Linked DNA regions of Mus musculus: region 1 is linked to region 2. Evidence: chromatin contacts called from public promoter capture Hi-C data. All regions are on one chromosome and are shown on one strand. The core of a region is the stretch at or near the end of the contact, and the rest is flanking DNA. Distances in the headings are between cores, read along the strand shown. Region 1 holds the start of Igflr1 (IGF-like family receptor 1). Region 2 holds the start of Plekhg2 (pleckstrin homology domain containing, family G (with RhoGef domain) member 2).

The links. Promoter capture Hi-C pulls out the DNA fragments that hold promoters and counts their contacts.
Region 1: a contact with region 2 is called in a promoter capture Hi-C map of second pharyngeal arch cranial neural crest. The contact joins the promoter of Igflr1 here to the promoter of Plekhg2 in region 2. A contact is called at or near these places in 3 of 39 promoter capture datasets (cranial neural crest, liver and second pharyngeal arch cranial neural crest), 2 of 484 Hi-C or Micro-C datasets (cardiomyocytes and uterus), 5 of 115 datasets of contacts at active chromatin or transcription factors (bone marrow-derived dendritic cells, cardiomyocytes, regulatory T cell precursor and 2 more) and 2 of 9 other capture datasets (adipose tissue and liver).

What each region holds. Positions count from the first base shown.
Region 1 is chr7:30,561,376-30,568,661 of GRCm38.p6, reverse strand. It overlaps Igflr1 (IGF-like family receptor 1), which reads right to left and starts at 3,235. Exons shown (of 5, transcript NM_145580.2): 1 at 3,196-3,235; 2 at 2,281-2,498; 3 at 1,726-1,913; 4 at 1,162-1,519; 5 at 700-1,081. The coding sequence starts at 2,446. The coding sequence ends at 756. It overlaps U2af1l4 (U2 small nuclear RNA auxiliary factor 1-like 4), which reads right to left and starts at 5,322. Exons shown (of 8, transcript NM_170760.3): 1 at 5,263-5,322; 2 at 5,043-5,130; 3 at 4,666-4,732; 4 at 4,531-4,580; 5 at 4,361-4,459; 6 at 4,055-4,188; 7 at 3,864-3,959; 8 at 3,298-3,567. The coding sequence starts at 5,306. The coding sequence ends at 3,483. Psenen (presenilin enhancer gamma secretase subunit) reads left to right here and starts at 5,458. Exons shown (of 4, transcript NM_025498.3): 1 at 5,458-5,610; 2 at 5,724-5,866; 3 at 6,234-6,338; 4 at 6,528-6,797. The coding sequence starts at 5,806. The coding sequence ends at 6,667.
Region 2 is chr7:28,369,952-28,377,236 of GRCm38.p6, reverse strand. Plekhg2 (pleckstrin homology domain containing, family G (with RhoGef domain) member 2) reads left to right here and starts at 4,575. Exons shown (of 19, transcript NM_138752.2): 1 at 4,575-5,377; 2 at 5,992-6,122; 3 at 6,740-6,999; 4 at 7,076-7,176. The coding sequence starts at 6,014. n-TIaat16 (a tRNA gene) reads right to left here and starts at 4,238; the gene lies at 4,144-4,238. It overlaps Zfp36 (zinc finger protein 36), which reads left to right. Exons shown (of 2, transcript NM_011756.4): 2 at 1-453.

The sequences.
Region 1 (7,286 bases), core at 1,986-4,485, 2.2 Mb before region 2:
ATGGTGCTGGAGGCAGGTGGAAGGAAGCTCCCACTTTCTATAACCTCTGTAATCAAGGAAGCACTAATGAAACCAGATTGGGTGGGGCAGGGCCAGGACTGTTGACATATTTGCATATCATGTATTAGATCCACAGCACACAAACTGACAAAGTGATGCACACTTGGTAGGTAAAGGCAGGAAGATCCAGGTTCTAGATCCTAGGAGTTCAAAGTCATTTTTAGTTTCACCTGGGGTTCAAGGCCAGCCTGCGCTACATGAAATCCAGCCTCAAAAGTCAGGGTCTGTGAAGGCATCAGAGCAAGTGTGCTAGTTTCCACCTTCCTGGACAGCTGAGGGCAGACAGGTGAGTGATTCCAGGAGTGGCCAGGTAACATGGTCCTGTTTATTCTGGAATGGACCCTTTATGGGAGAGGATGTCTGTTGACTTGAAGCTCGATCAAGATTGTACATGAAGGGGGCTGGTGAGATGGCTCAGTGGGTAAGAGCACCCGACTGCTCTTCCGAAGGTCCAGAGTTCAAATCCCAGCAACCACATGGTGGCTCACAACCATCTGTAACAAGATCTGACTCCCTCTTCTGGTGTGTCTGAAGACAGCTACAGTGTACTTACATATAATAAATAAATCTTTAAAAAAAAAAAAAAAAAAAAAAAAAAGATTGTACATGAAGAAGACCCCTTTAATGAGGACAGGCAGATACTGGCTTCAAGGGAAACTTTATTGATGGAGTAGTAAGCCCCAGCAAACTCTGACTCAGCCAAGTTTAGATAGCACCTGCAGAGCATCTGTGCGACCTAGCTGAGCCAAATATGTGCCGAATTGACCCAGAGTAGCAGAAGGCTCCCTTGCCACAACCATCTCAATCAGGGCCCGCAGGGGTGAGCGACTGGGCCGAAGTGAGTAGGCGAAGGTAGACCAGGTGGCAGGCAGCCCGTATCTTGCAGCCAGGTGTCGTGTGGTACCATAAGCCGTGCTCCCGCTCGGCCCAGGCTCAGGGTCCAATAGCATAATCAGCTCCTCCAGAACTTCCAGCTCATCCAGCAGGAGGGAGAGGGGCTGAGAGGCCAGACCCTGAAGCTCTGCAAGGCCAGGGAGGTGAGAGTAGGAAGAGGAAGCTTGGAGGCTACCCTCCCTCCCGGCAGGGCTGTCTTATACTAACCCCAGCTTGAGAGCTGCAGCAGATTAGCTTTCCCTCTGTTTCTACTTTCCAATACCTCCAGGGTACCTGGGCAGGGCCAGTAATGTAGAGAGGTGCTGGGATCTCCAAAAGCTGAGCTGGAACCAGGACGGGAACGGACTTTTCTCTTGAACAAAGAGAGCAAGACCACTGCCAATATCAGAAGCAGCACCAGCAACAGTGGCAACACTGCCAGAGGCAGCACTGAGGCTGAGACAAAACCTGGTCGGCTGGAGACCTCATTCTTGGTTGTCTGCCCAAGGCTCCACCTCCCAGGTGAGCTAGAGGCACCTGCGTCTTCAGGTTTAAGAGGACAGACATCCTTGGGAGGGACGGGCTTCTGGGAACAGAGGTTTGAGAGTGAAACAAGAGGACCCTTTAGCCCAAGCCTCCCATCCCTTAGGTCCCTAAATGGAGCTCCCTCTCCTCTCCCTGCCTCATCCCCCCCTTTCAGGCACTCCACTTGGGGTGAGGCTCCCCCTCTGACCCAAGCTTTACCCATGGAACCACAGGCAAGCCCTGACTCATACCCCAGGAGTCTAGCACCTTTCTACACTGCTTGTGGGTTCTACCAGGGCTCTCCACGTGAGCTGGGGCTGCGGCGGCTCCGCTGCTACACTGGCTACACAGCTCTGTGCCATTGGGGTTGCAATACCCAGGGGAACACTTTTTGAAAGGATGTGCTACAGTATCGCCGAAGTCATTGAGCCCGCAGTTTTCCGTGAACTCGTGATCTAGTAGGAGACAATGGAGCATAGGCTCTCCCACTAATCCCACTAGACCATCCCTTTTCAAACCCCCATGAGGACCCTACCCCTTCCCCCATCACTCTACCAAGCCCTGCCCTCACTATAAATAAAGCCTACCTAAGTCCATTCTCCCCATGTCCTCCACTCAGAGGTAAAGTTTGCTCTTGGTGTCCCCATTGTAACTGGTCTTTTCTGCACAAGCTTAACCTGTGTCCACCCCCACAGCCTTACCTGCCTAAGACCCAGCACACCTACTCCCCAAAGAAGCCTACTGCAAGGCCGGCAACAACCTTGCCACTTGCTAGCGTCCCTGTTCTCTACACCATCTAGTGCACACCCAGTCACTGCTCACCAGGACATGCAGGAGGCCCAAAGCGTTGCAGGCAGCGGCTGCAGCACCTCTTGTCAGAGTTCCAGTACTCAAGGTGGCCACAGAAGCTAGAGGCTTCCATTGACGCAGCCCGGGTCAGGAGCAGCACTGCCACCGCCACTGTCCAGAGAAGCCAGCTGGGCCCCATCTCAGCAGAGCCTGCAGCTTGAGGGCTGTGACCACTTCCACCCACACTGTTTCTGCAGCACATTCCAGGAAGTCCAAGGCAGAAGAAAGCGGTGGATGTGGGGGTCACAGACTTCCAGAACCTCTTTGGGAGCTGGCGTGTCTCATACCCAACTCCAAGCCCACAAGGCGTATAAAGAACTTGATGTGGATCACCAGATTATTTGTAACCTTACATACCTGCCTTCTCATTTTCATCTCTAAGATGGGGTAATAGAACTTGTCTCACTGGGTGAAGGCGGTGTGTGTGTGTGTGAGAGAGAGAGATAATAAATCTACTTAAAAGATCACAATAGGCGTAGTGTGTACACTTCAATCTCAGCACTTCAAGTACAGGCAGGAGCATCTCTTGGAAACCTGAGGCCAACATGGGCTACATAACAAGTACCAGGCCACCCAGAGCGAGTGAAACTCTGCTTCAGAAACAAAACAAACAAGCCAGACACCACAGTACCTAGCAGAGAGTAAACTTAGTTCAAAGTTTTATAAGTGTTAGGAATTATGTAGTGCCTTCATTTCGGGGTGGTATGGTGGGTTTCAATTACCAGGCCTAACCTACTGTAAACTCTCACCAGTACCTAAGCACCTCTCCTTTTCTAACTTCCATCTCTGTTTGGAATCCTCTGGCCTGTCACAAACAGGCACCTGTCCCTAAAAGGCACCTAGAATGGATAATCTGAGGTTACAGGTATTAAAGCAGCCCCGACTTACCAGTGCAGACCCAGACCCCAAGCTGGCTCCAAGTTCCTCTGCTGAGACTGTGGTTGGCTTACACCCTTTCTTAGGTGTGGGGGTGGAAGGAAACCACAGACCTTGATTGACAAACTTCTTAACCTTTATTGGAGGAGGGACAGGAGGAGGAGGTTCCTGTGTCGAACAGATTATATTATGAAGCTCCGAAGCCTGGGGATGCTGGGACTGGAGAGTGAAGGGCACTTTGAAAAGGGACGCTGGACAGGAACATCTATGCCCTTGGGTGGAGAGCAAGGGCACCCGTCTCAGAAGCGACCATGCCGGTGGTCTGGGGAACGACGTCGGTTCCTTTCTCGGGGACGGTGACCTGTGTGGGACCTTGGAGGTGACCTAAGAATTAGGAAGAGGAGTGGACAGAGATGGGTAGGAATAGTTAAGAGTGGTCAAGATTTTTCCAGGCCTGTCTCTTAGGGACAGGTGGCTGGTAATGTCATCTGAGGATTGGTACTCAGGGACAGGTACCCAAGCTGGGGGTGGATATGGGGTTTACACTGTTTGGGACACTAAGACTAAGGTACTTCTACCCAGGCAAGGCTCAAAACTCTATTTAAAGCACAAGAGCCCACAAGTTAGCATCAGGTTCATCCTAGGGTACAGGAGAACACAGCACCCTGGGTCTGAGGTACCTATGCCTGGGTCCTCGCCCATAGAGCTGCCGGCGCAAGTTCCGAGATATGGGCCGTAGGTGCATAAAGTTGCAGAAGCCACCTCGGGTGCATTCCCTAAAGACAGAGAAGGCCACCATCACTAAGAACTCCCTATCAAACACTCAAGCTTCTGGGACTCTGATGCCCAACCTACTTTTACACTACCTTACCCCATCTCATACTGCCGGCAGCAGGACTCTCGGAAGTCAGTGACAGGAGACAGCTCGGCATGCACAGCCTGCCCGTTGAACCAGCGGTTATTGAGTTCCGCTACAGCCCGCTCTGCATCCTCCTCCCGCCGGAACTGAGGGGAAAGTGGGTGACCATGGGCTGTGGAATTCAAGATCTTCAGGGGACTAGTCAGCTCTGAGGCTGGACTCAACTTATCGATAGTCCTCAGGTTGGGAGGTTTCAGTGGTGGCCATAGGCACTGAAATGTTTCCACTTCTGGGTTCTAAGCAGGGGGCAACAGGCACCTTAACGTAGACATTGCCCACGAGGTGGTCCCCGAGGTTGTCACACACATTCATCTCTTCAATCTCTCCATACTTCTCCTGCAGTTCTGTGAATACCTCCTGCAGAAGATGGGGAGAAGCTCAGCTAAGGTCTGGCACACAGGAAACCCAGTTACCCTGGCAACCCTCACCTCAAAGAAGTTATCATAGTGTTCTTGCACCTCCACGTCGCTCACGTGACCTGGAGGAGGGATGGAGGGTGAAATGAGGGCGTAAACTGCTGGGGCTGTCTGCCCAGTCCCTGAACTATCTAGCCTTTTACTCACAGTGTGATCCATCTGCAGTTTGGGCTGTGTTCTGTGGATTCCGGTACAAGTTGAGCAGGACTATGGTCTGAACAAAATTTAAAAGAGACCTGAGCTCAGACAGAAAGCAGGGCTGCATACAGTGTGAGTATGAAGTTGGGGAGAGAGAGATGTGAGCCAGTAGAGTCAGAGACGCCAAAACTACCTAGCCAGCCAGGGGGCGTGGCCGGTGTTCATGGGAGGCGGGGTCCAGTCCCGGGGAAGAAGGGTCTGTCTACCCAGAGGACCAGGTCAGAAAGCAAAGAGGGGTAGGATTGGCTTTAGAAATCCGGAAGAGGCGGGACCCCGAGATGATGGACAGCAGGTGAAGCGCGGGGAGGCTTGAATCTGGGTCTCACCTGGCTGAAAGTCGGTTTGTTGTGAAGTCGGGAGCACCGGTCCCCGTGCCGGCAGGCTCCAATCTTAAAGTAAAAAGAGCAGTTAACCCTGGAAGAGGTGCAAAGACAGAGGTAAACCGAAGGCCGGGAAGGCCGGGTATCCCACGAACACTGTCCGTCCAGCCCGTAGGGACCCAAGTGCCCCGGCTCCCTGAGAGGCTACTCCCTTCACCATTCTCACTTGTCCTTCTCAGTCCCGAATATCGAAGCTAAATATTCAGCCATTTTTACCCGAACACTCCAACGCGCCTGCTCCTTGCGTCACTTCCGTTGCTTAGGAGCGTTGGGAAGTGTAGTTTCTGCCTGTGGTACTACTGCGCACGCGTGTTAGAGGCCAGCGGACCGTCCTCGACCGTCAAGCGCGTGTTTTTCTGGGAGCGCATGCGTACAACGTAGCGGAGGGGGTGGGGTGCGAGGGGGGCTGGGCAGGAGAAGAAAAAAAAAAGCGACAACAAACTCCACTGAAAACTGCGGCATCTCCCGCAAATCTCCCGCAAAGGAATCCAGGCAGAAGGGATAAACCGCACTGGTGAGTTGAGAGTCGTCTGGTATACCCTAGCTAGATAGGGAACTTCCTCGTCCCACGAGCCTGTTCCGAGGTACCCTTCCTGTAGCCAACGCTCCTCTAATTTATCGTAATAGGGGCGTGGTTGCTCGTGATCTTGCGTCTGTCATTTGGGTCTTGCTCTGCAGACCCTTAGGACCACCGGGCTCCAGCGCAACTATGAACTTGGAGCGGGTATCCAATGAGGAGAAGTTGAACCTGTGCCGGAAGTACTATCTTGGTAAGGCCGGTCCCCTAAGGTTTCGGGGGTAATAGAGGGGATAGGACTAGAGCGCCCAAGGCAAGAGGGCATATGAGCCTGGATTCGTGGGAACACAACTGGGAACGCAGACTCTAGTCCGCGAGAAGGGAGGCTTCAGGAAGGAGGAAACTGAGGTCTCTCAATCACAGTCCCAATGAGCAGGAAGAAAGAATGAGCGAACGCCTGGGAGGAGACAGTCCTTAGATTAGAGCTCGAACCCCACATCCCCTAACAGCAAGGATCTCCAGTTAAACGTGGGAGAGGACCTTCCAAATAGGTTTTCTAAGGTGGAGATTAGGAAAGCTCTTTACTGTCGTTTGACTAAGTGTGGGTTTCTTTTTCCTAGGTGGATTTGCGTTCCTGCCTTTTCTTTGGTTAGTCAACATTTTCTGGTTCTTCAGAGAGGCGTTCCTCGCCCCAGCCTACACAGAGCAGAGCCAAATCAAAGGCTGTGAGTTCTAGGGCACCAGCAAAAAAAAAAAAAAAAAAGACAGTGGGTGGTTGGGTGGTTTGGAAGGGATGATGGAGGCTCCAGAACTCTAGGAGATCTGTGTCAGAGATGAACGGGCTGTCCTGGGTGGGTCCAGCTCCCCCCAGAGCAGCTGGAGGCCAACTCTCTCACCCTTGTTCTTCACTCTAGATGTTTGGCGCTCAGCTGTGGGCTTCCTCTTCTGGGTGATCATTCTCGCCACCTGGATCACCATCTTCCAGATCTACCGGCCCCGCTGGGGCGCTCTTGGGGACTACCTCTCCTTCACCATTCCCCTGGGCACTCCCTAACAACTTCATAAGCTGCTGATCTGTTCTTTCTCCCAGGATGAAGGCTTCTCTGCTCTAGGCTTTCCCTCAGACCCTGAAGACATCTGTTTCTCATTTCCCATCTGCCCCAATAAAGGACCCTAACTTTAAATATTGAGTTCTTGGGATCTTTCGGAGCCAGAAGGATAAAATGATTGCTAACACTCAAAGGCACTTACTGAATGTGTTACATGTTAGGCTTTGTGCTTTTACCCAGTGTATGAATTTTTATTTATTAACTACTGTTCGTACCTTTCTGAAATAAGAACTTTCCTACTTCGGAAAGAAATGACGCTCCCACTTTGAGGGGCCCCTATCTTGCACTAGTAGTTGTGAATTTAAGATTTATTTACTTTATGTATATGAGGACACCAGTGCTCTCTTCAGAGACTCCAGAAGAGGGCATCTGGGTGTCAGCCACCATGTGGTGGCTGGGATTTGAACTCAGGACCCGTAGAAGAGCAGTCAGTGCTCTTACCCGCTGAGCCACCTCTCCAGCCGGGTAGTTGTGGATTTAAAAACACAACTTTCTGAACTGGAGCAGTAGTTTACTGGCAGTGCACTCTGTTAACATTCCTAGCCTGACAAACCAAGCAAGAAA
Region 2 (7,285 bases), core at 3,326-5,825:
TAATCCTGCCTTAGCCTTTTCCAAGTTCTGGGGTTACAGGTATGCACCAGCCCCTCTGCAACTCTGGTCTCCTGGAATCTTAAGTGCTGTGAAGAGCCGGCTCCCACAATACTATCCTAATTTTTACTAGACCCTGAAGTTCAGTGTCCGGTGGTCGAAGCCTCTCCTGAGAATCCTGGTGCTCAAATTTCCCTCCTAAAGCAAATAGCCAAAGCCATTGCCAAATCCCTTCTCCCCCAACCAGTGGGCCCTTTATTTATGACGACTTTATTTATTGTATTAAGATTTTATAGTATTTATATATATTGGGTCGTCTACTCCGTTTTTCTTTTTGTAATGTTAAAACTGATACTGTATTAAGTATATGCTATAATATATTAATATATTGCTACCGTACAAGTCTATTTTTTGGGGGGGGTTGGAATTTTTAAATAAAATCTTGAGTGTGAACTGAGATGAAATTTGTCTTTTTCGCGGCTCACAGCCTTGTGATGGTGGGTAAACTGACCTCCAGACCTTTCCGTGAGCAGTGCTGCCTGGGGGCGCTTACCTGGCAGGAAGTGACGTTACCAGCCCGGGTGTTCACCTGAGGAGGCGTGGCGAGATGAGGTCACCCAGTAGGAACAAGGAGAGCTAGTTCTGGCGTAAGGGGTGCTCTGGTCCTGTCCCTCCGGCTCTTGACCCAGCTCGGGCAGGAACGGGATGTTTCCGTCCCCACAGGGCCAAGGAAGGAGGGCGGGGTGGGGCGGGGCGGCGAGGACGGAATGTGCGGGAAGGCGAGCCCAGGCGGCCAGGGTCAGGGGTCACCCAAAGCCGGGGGCCCTAGGGGACTCTGAACCCTGCGCAGACAGCTTGGGCGGACTTGATAGAGGACTTTTTTTAGTTTAACTTTTTTTTTAAATAAAGTCGACCCTAGCTCAAACTTATCTGAACTCTCAGCAACCTCCTGCTGGGATAACAAGCTCAGATCACCATGCCTGACTTGTAAATGTGTAGTGTTAGTCAAGAATCGGGTCTCTTCCACAAAGTGGGTCCCGGGATCTAACTAGGTCTTATGCCTTCGTGGCAAGCGCATTTACTTGCTGAGCCCTCTCACCCTTTATGGACTTTTTGTTTGTTTGTAGGGGAGGGCAGGGAAAAAGGGAAGACTGGGTATCCTTATGAACCCCGAGCAACTCCTGGCAATCCTCCAGCCTCAACCCTATGAATGTTTAGGATTATAGATATGAACCCTCCCGGTTTGGGACAGAGGCTTTAAAGACGTGTGAGAATTCTAGGCTCCATTTGGAATCTCCGGCCCCCCGCACCAGGCAACTTGGGAGTCTCCAGACACTTTAAGAGTCTTGGCCAGAATTCGAGCATCTGCAGACCCCGATCGGGCATTTCCGGAACTTCGTCTGGTTCGGCTCGCGGGGCGCAGGAGTAGGGCAGCCTCGTCGTCCGACCATACAAGGAAAAAGGACGCGACGGCAGCCAGCCTAGGCTGGGCGGGCCGCGCCCGGAAGCTGCCCGCGTCAGGGCCCGCGCCCCGCCCCTCTTCGTTTTCCTCCGCTTCTTCCCCTCCTCGCAGCCTCCTCCCTCTCCGCCCTCCTCTTTTCTTTCTTCTTCTCCCCATCTCCTCCCACCCACTGCTGTAGCTCCTCCCCGTTTCCCCTCTGTCTCTTAGCCCCTGAGACTTTTGTTCCGCTTGTTTTTGAAATGAGCTCCCACTGTAGCCCTCCCTGCTAGACCCTTTGCTTCCCTCCTAACTGTATACTCTTAACCTCACTCTTCCTCTCACCCTGCCTCTCTTTCACTCCATTCTGCTGACCTTTGATCTCCTCTCCCAGGAAACTGCCTCCCTTGTGAGACCGAGCTCGGGCCCTGGTATGTAGAACAGGGGTGGGTGAGGGAAACAAACTCAAAATTCCCCGAGGCACCCGGAAGGTAGAGGTAAGAAGCAAGCACTGGACATTGAGAGGAAGAAACGGAGGGACACTAGAAAACAGAAGCACACAGCTACTACCCTGGCACTGGTGCCTTTTAAAAAGTCTCTCGGGGGCTGGAGAGATGGCTCAGTGGTTAAGAGCACTGACTGCTCTTCCAGAGGTCCCGAGTTCAATTCCCAGTAACCACATGGTGGCTCACAACCACAGCAATGGGAATCTGATGTGTCTGAGGACAGTGACAGTATACTCATAAACAAAATAAAGAAAAAAAAGAATAATTAAAAAAAAAGTCTCTCGTTAGCCGGTCGTGGTGGCGCGCTTGGGAGGCAGAGGCAAGCAAATTTCTGAGTTCCAGGCCAGACTGAGTTCCAGGACTGCCAAGGCTACACAGAGAAACCCTGTCTCGAAAACTTAAAAAAAAAAAAAAAAGTCTCATGTTCCACGTGCACACACACACACACACACACACACACCACACACACACACACACTCACTCACTCACTCACTCACCATGGGCTGGGGGTGTAGCTAAGTACAGAGTGCCTGCTCAGCGTCTGCAAAACCCTGGTCTAGCCCGGCAGTAGTGACCTTTAATCCCAGCACTTGGGAGGCAGAGGCAGGCAGATTTCTGAGTTCGAGGCCAGCCTGGTCTATAGAGTGAGTTCCAGGACAGCCAGGGCTCAGGGCTATACAGAGAAACCCTGTCTCAAAAAACCAAGAACAAACAAACAAACAAAAAACCCACCACCAACAACAAAAAAATCCTGGTCTAAGTATATAACCTCTCCAGGTCCTGGACAGATGGCTGAGAGATTAAGAGAATGGGCTTGCTTCTCTTGCAAAGAACCCACATGACAGGTGACAACTCCAATTTCACAGGATCCAGAGTCCTCTCCTGGCCTCCTTGGACACTAGGAATGCTGTGACACCAGCCCCTTAGACCTGCTCCGGAGACACAGCCAAGACTACAGCTCACTCCAGCCTCCAGGGCCCTCTCATCGAAAGCCCACCTTACTAGTATCCAGTTCTAAAAGGACCTGTGTAGTAAGTTGCTCCCGGAAGCTTGTTAGAACACCAGAGGCAAATCACAAAGGTCAAAATCCTCACCACAGCCAACAGCCTGCATCTCCACACCCCCACCTCTTCTCACCTGCTCCACGAACACACCCATCTTCAGCCTTAGAGTGTTATCTGGAACATCTCTCTGGTGTTCCCATGGCTCCTTCCCCTCCTCCAGGTGTCTGTCTGTTCAAAGATCTCCCCTGGGGCCGGAGAGATGGATCAGCAGTTAAGAACACTGGCGGCTCTGACAGAGCACCTGGTTTGATTCCCTGCACCATAACCCTCTGAAACTGCAGTTCCAGGGGATCTGCCGCCCTCCTCCAGTCTCTTTGGACACCAAGCATGAACATGGTACACAGACACACTTGCAGGCCAAACACCCATACACATAAAATAAAAACAGTCCATCCATGACAGCTATGATAATCTGCATCCCACCCTACTTATCCATACTTATCAGTAGCTAATCTAACGATACAGTTACACTCCCAGATGGTGAGGGAGCCAGGAGTTTAGGCCAGTCTGGGTAACATAGGGAAAGTCAAATTTTAAAAAAAAGTACTTAATTCGTAGACTTTCAGTACTCAGTCTCCTTAGTAAAAAGTCAAGTCCTCAGAGACAGAGGATACAGTTCCTAGTGAGTGGTCAGTAAAAAAAAAAAAAAAAAAAAAAAAAATCTGTTCAGAAACCTGTAGAAGACAAATATCCATAAAGAGTGTGTTGTAAGCATCCATCCATCCCTGGGATCTGAGATTTGGATTTTATCTGACGCCCAGGCCATCTAATAAGAGACGTTATTGCCCTCTGGCGACCAGAATAGAAACTGCAACTTTGGGACTGTTCCACAGACCATTGCAAAAAATTCACAAAGAAATGTTCATTCTTCAAAAATTCTGTAGTTTCCGGGTACAGTGACGCACGTCTTTAATACCAGTACTAGGGAGGCAGAGGCAGAGGCAGAGGCAGTGGCAGGCGCTCTCTGTGAGTTCGAGGCCAGCCCGGTCTACATAATGACTTCCAGACCAGCCAGAGAGTTACATGGTGAGACCCTGTCTCAAACAAGCCAAAACATTTGATTGAAATTATAAAATGTGAAGACTTCTAAACTGATGAGAGAACACCAGAAAAGAGGTAGATGAGTTAAAAAAAGAAGTGCTCCAGGTGAGGATCGAACTCACAACCTCGGCATCGCTTACGCCTAGCACTGACATATAAGTACCGCGCGCTAACCGATTGCGCCACTGGAGCTCCGGCCGCACCCTCGCGCCACAAAGTCCTTCAGTCAGTTGTAGTCGCAGGACTTTGTTGAACGGCTCGGCCCAACATTGCATATGCAAATATAAAGCCCGCCGATCGACCAATAAGAACAAGAGTGTGAGACTATTCCAGATTCTCACGCCTCCTGGGCCCTTGCTGTAAAAGGTAAAAAGTCCTCCCGGCTCTAGGCTCTTGGAATGTGGGCGGTGACTCGCCGTTGGAACCGCTTGCTTGCAATTATTCAGAGTAGGGGGCGGGGATTTTAAAAGCCTTTACGGGAGGGCGTGCCGGAAGGCGGCCCCTCCCCCCAGCAGGCGGGAACAGGATGTGAGCCGCGGCGGCGGCAAAGGGGAGGAGAAGCCTTGGGCGGCCGCCCCCCGCCCCACATCTGGGACCCGACTCTCCCCGCCCCAGATGCGGCGTTGCCGCTGCCCCCAGAGCCCCAGGACACTCATCCCGGAGCCCGAGGCGTTCATAGTCTTGGGCCCAGGCGTCCGGGAACTCTGTCCCGCGTTTTAAGAGACCCGCAAGTCCCGGCTCCCGCAGAGGGGCCGGGACCTCTGATGTCCAGCGCCCCCTCCTGGAGGAGCCCGGGGCTCGGGAAGTCAGCCCCGAGGCTGGAGGCCCGTCCCGTACCCGGCTTCGAAGACCGTAGGATCTGTGGCCGTGCATCCTTCCCACGGGGTCCCAACTCTGAGTCCAAGACCCCCTCCTGGAGCCACTTGGGGACAGGACCTCGCGCCTCGACTTAGGGCTGCAGCATCCATCACCTCCAGGAGACCGAGGAGTTAGCCAGTCCTTGCGGTCCCTCCCGGAGGTGACTTCACTCCTGCCCCTCGGGTTCTGGAAACTCTGGAATCCCGGTGCTCCCGACAACACACAGCCCTACCTAGAAGACTGAGGAGTTTGGGTCCCCAGCGCCCTGGTCTGAGACTCGAGTAGAGGGTTGCAGCATCTTCTATTTAGAACACCGAGACTTCGGACTCCGGATCCCAACTCTCCCCGGATTCTGGAGTCCGAGAACCCCAAGTTCACGACCTTAAGTCTGGGTTGTGAGCCTCCCCAGGGATCGCGCGTTACGGTCCAGACGCGCGGGACTCCCGACCCCAAGGCCCGTGGCTCCCCGGGAGGTGAGGGGAGCGAGGGGCCCGGGGCTGGGGGAGGGGGCGGCGCCGAAGCGGAACAATGAGGGGGCGTGCCGGCGGGGGGTAGCGGAGGCGCCGGCTGGAGTTGGGGGCTGCAACTGCACAGGGGAGAATCCAACGGTGGGGACCGCGGTTGGGGCGCCGAGGGACCGACTGGAGCTGGGTGGAGGACTCGGGGCCAGCGCCCCAGTACGCCGTCTTGGGCGGGGTAAGGAACAGTCTGTAGGACCCTGGCATCCGGTCCCCCAGCCTCCGCCCTCCCCTGGGACCCCGCGGCCTCTCCCGCCCACGGTTTTTCCCAGCCCTGCCCCTCGCCCTCAGCTTCAGCCTGAGCCTGAGAGTTCCCAGGATCCCTGAGCCTTGGGAGGGGGGCCCCCAGACAGATGGGACTTGCAGACTCAGGCACTTTTGCTGTCTTCGTTCTTTGTCTCAACCTTTTTCCATCTTTGGCTTGTATTCTCAGCCCCTTCTTCCTGTCACTTTGTATCTTCTTGGGGCCCCTCCTTGAGTTTAGATCAGCTTCCAGCACCCTATCTGTGAGTAGGAGCGGCCGAGAGACCGGTGAAGTCTAGTTCCCAAGAAGTGGGTCTCTTCTGTAGGTCGGAGTTGTGCCACTCAATCATGCCCGAGGGAGCCCGGGGATTGAGCCTGCCCAAACCCAGCCTTAGGCTCGGGTGTGGCCACCAAGGTGAAGTTTGCGACTGCGCAGCAGTGAGTGACACTCCAACAGGTGAGCAGCCCAGACAGGTGGAGCCTGTGGGCATTTGTCCCTTCCTTCAGGACAATGAGCATCCCTCTATAGCTGGCCTAGTGCTGAGCATGGCCAACATAGCCCAGCCCTGTCACCACGGAGGAGACTGCTAAGCTGAGAATTCAGGAGAAAGGAGTTGGACTCAAAGAAGAATTCTGCATGCAGGGAGCAGTATGTGCAGAGGCTCACAGCTGCACCTTTAAGTAACTGGACAAAGTTGAGTGTGAAGAGGTGGGGGGCTGTTGAGAGCTGAGTGGTGGAAAGGGAACTGGGTGAAGGGTTCTACCATGGCTGCATTAGATGGGGCCCCGTGCGTGTGAGGAATTTGGACTTGAACATAAAGGGCCTGTGCTTATGTGAGTGACAAGGTCAGTTGGGCAGATTCACAACGATAGGTGTGGTTGATGGAAGATGTGAATAAAAGCACTGGAGGTTTAGGTCCCAGAGAGGAAGGAGCATTGATAGGTACTGAATCAGACTGGAGAAGTAGAGGAGTGGAGCAGAGACCTGTGGGGACTGTCACCTGAGTGTGGGTGACCATGGGGACCGTAAGACCGTGTGTCTGGGAAGCCCTGACCACTTGCTCCCTACCTCAGCAGCGCAGGCAGCCACCACCATGGCTTCTCCAAGGGGTTCTGGCAGCTCCACTTCGTTGAGCACTGTGGGCTCCGAGGGGGACCCATCTCCAGCCTGCTCAGCCTCCAGGCCAGAGCCCCTACCGGAGCCCCCCATACGCCTGCACCTGTTGCCTGTGGGAATCCAGGGTTCGGTGAAACCCTCCAGGCTGGAACGAGTGGCCAGGGAGATTGTGGAGACAGAGCGGGCGTATGTTCGCGACCTTCGCAGCATCGTGGAGGTGAGGTGGGCAGGTACCTGAAGACAGTGGGGACCCAAGCCAGGCCCTCGGCTTCTGTAACCAGTCATCCCCACAGGACTACCTAGGCCCTCTGATGGATGGCAGGGCCCTGGGGCTGAACATGGAGCAGGTGGGCACACTGTTTGCCAACATCGAGGACATCTATGAGTTTAGCAGGTGAGGGACAGGAAGGGGACCACAAGGGGACTGGCTGCTGTGGCAGGGGAGGGGCTGTGGCCTAACACTAGCCTGAGTGCCTCTTAGTCAGTGGCCTTGTGTGGGCTGG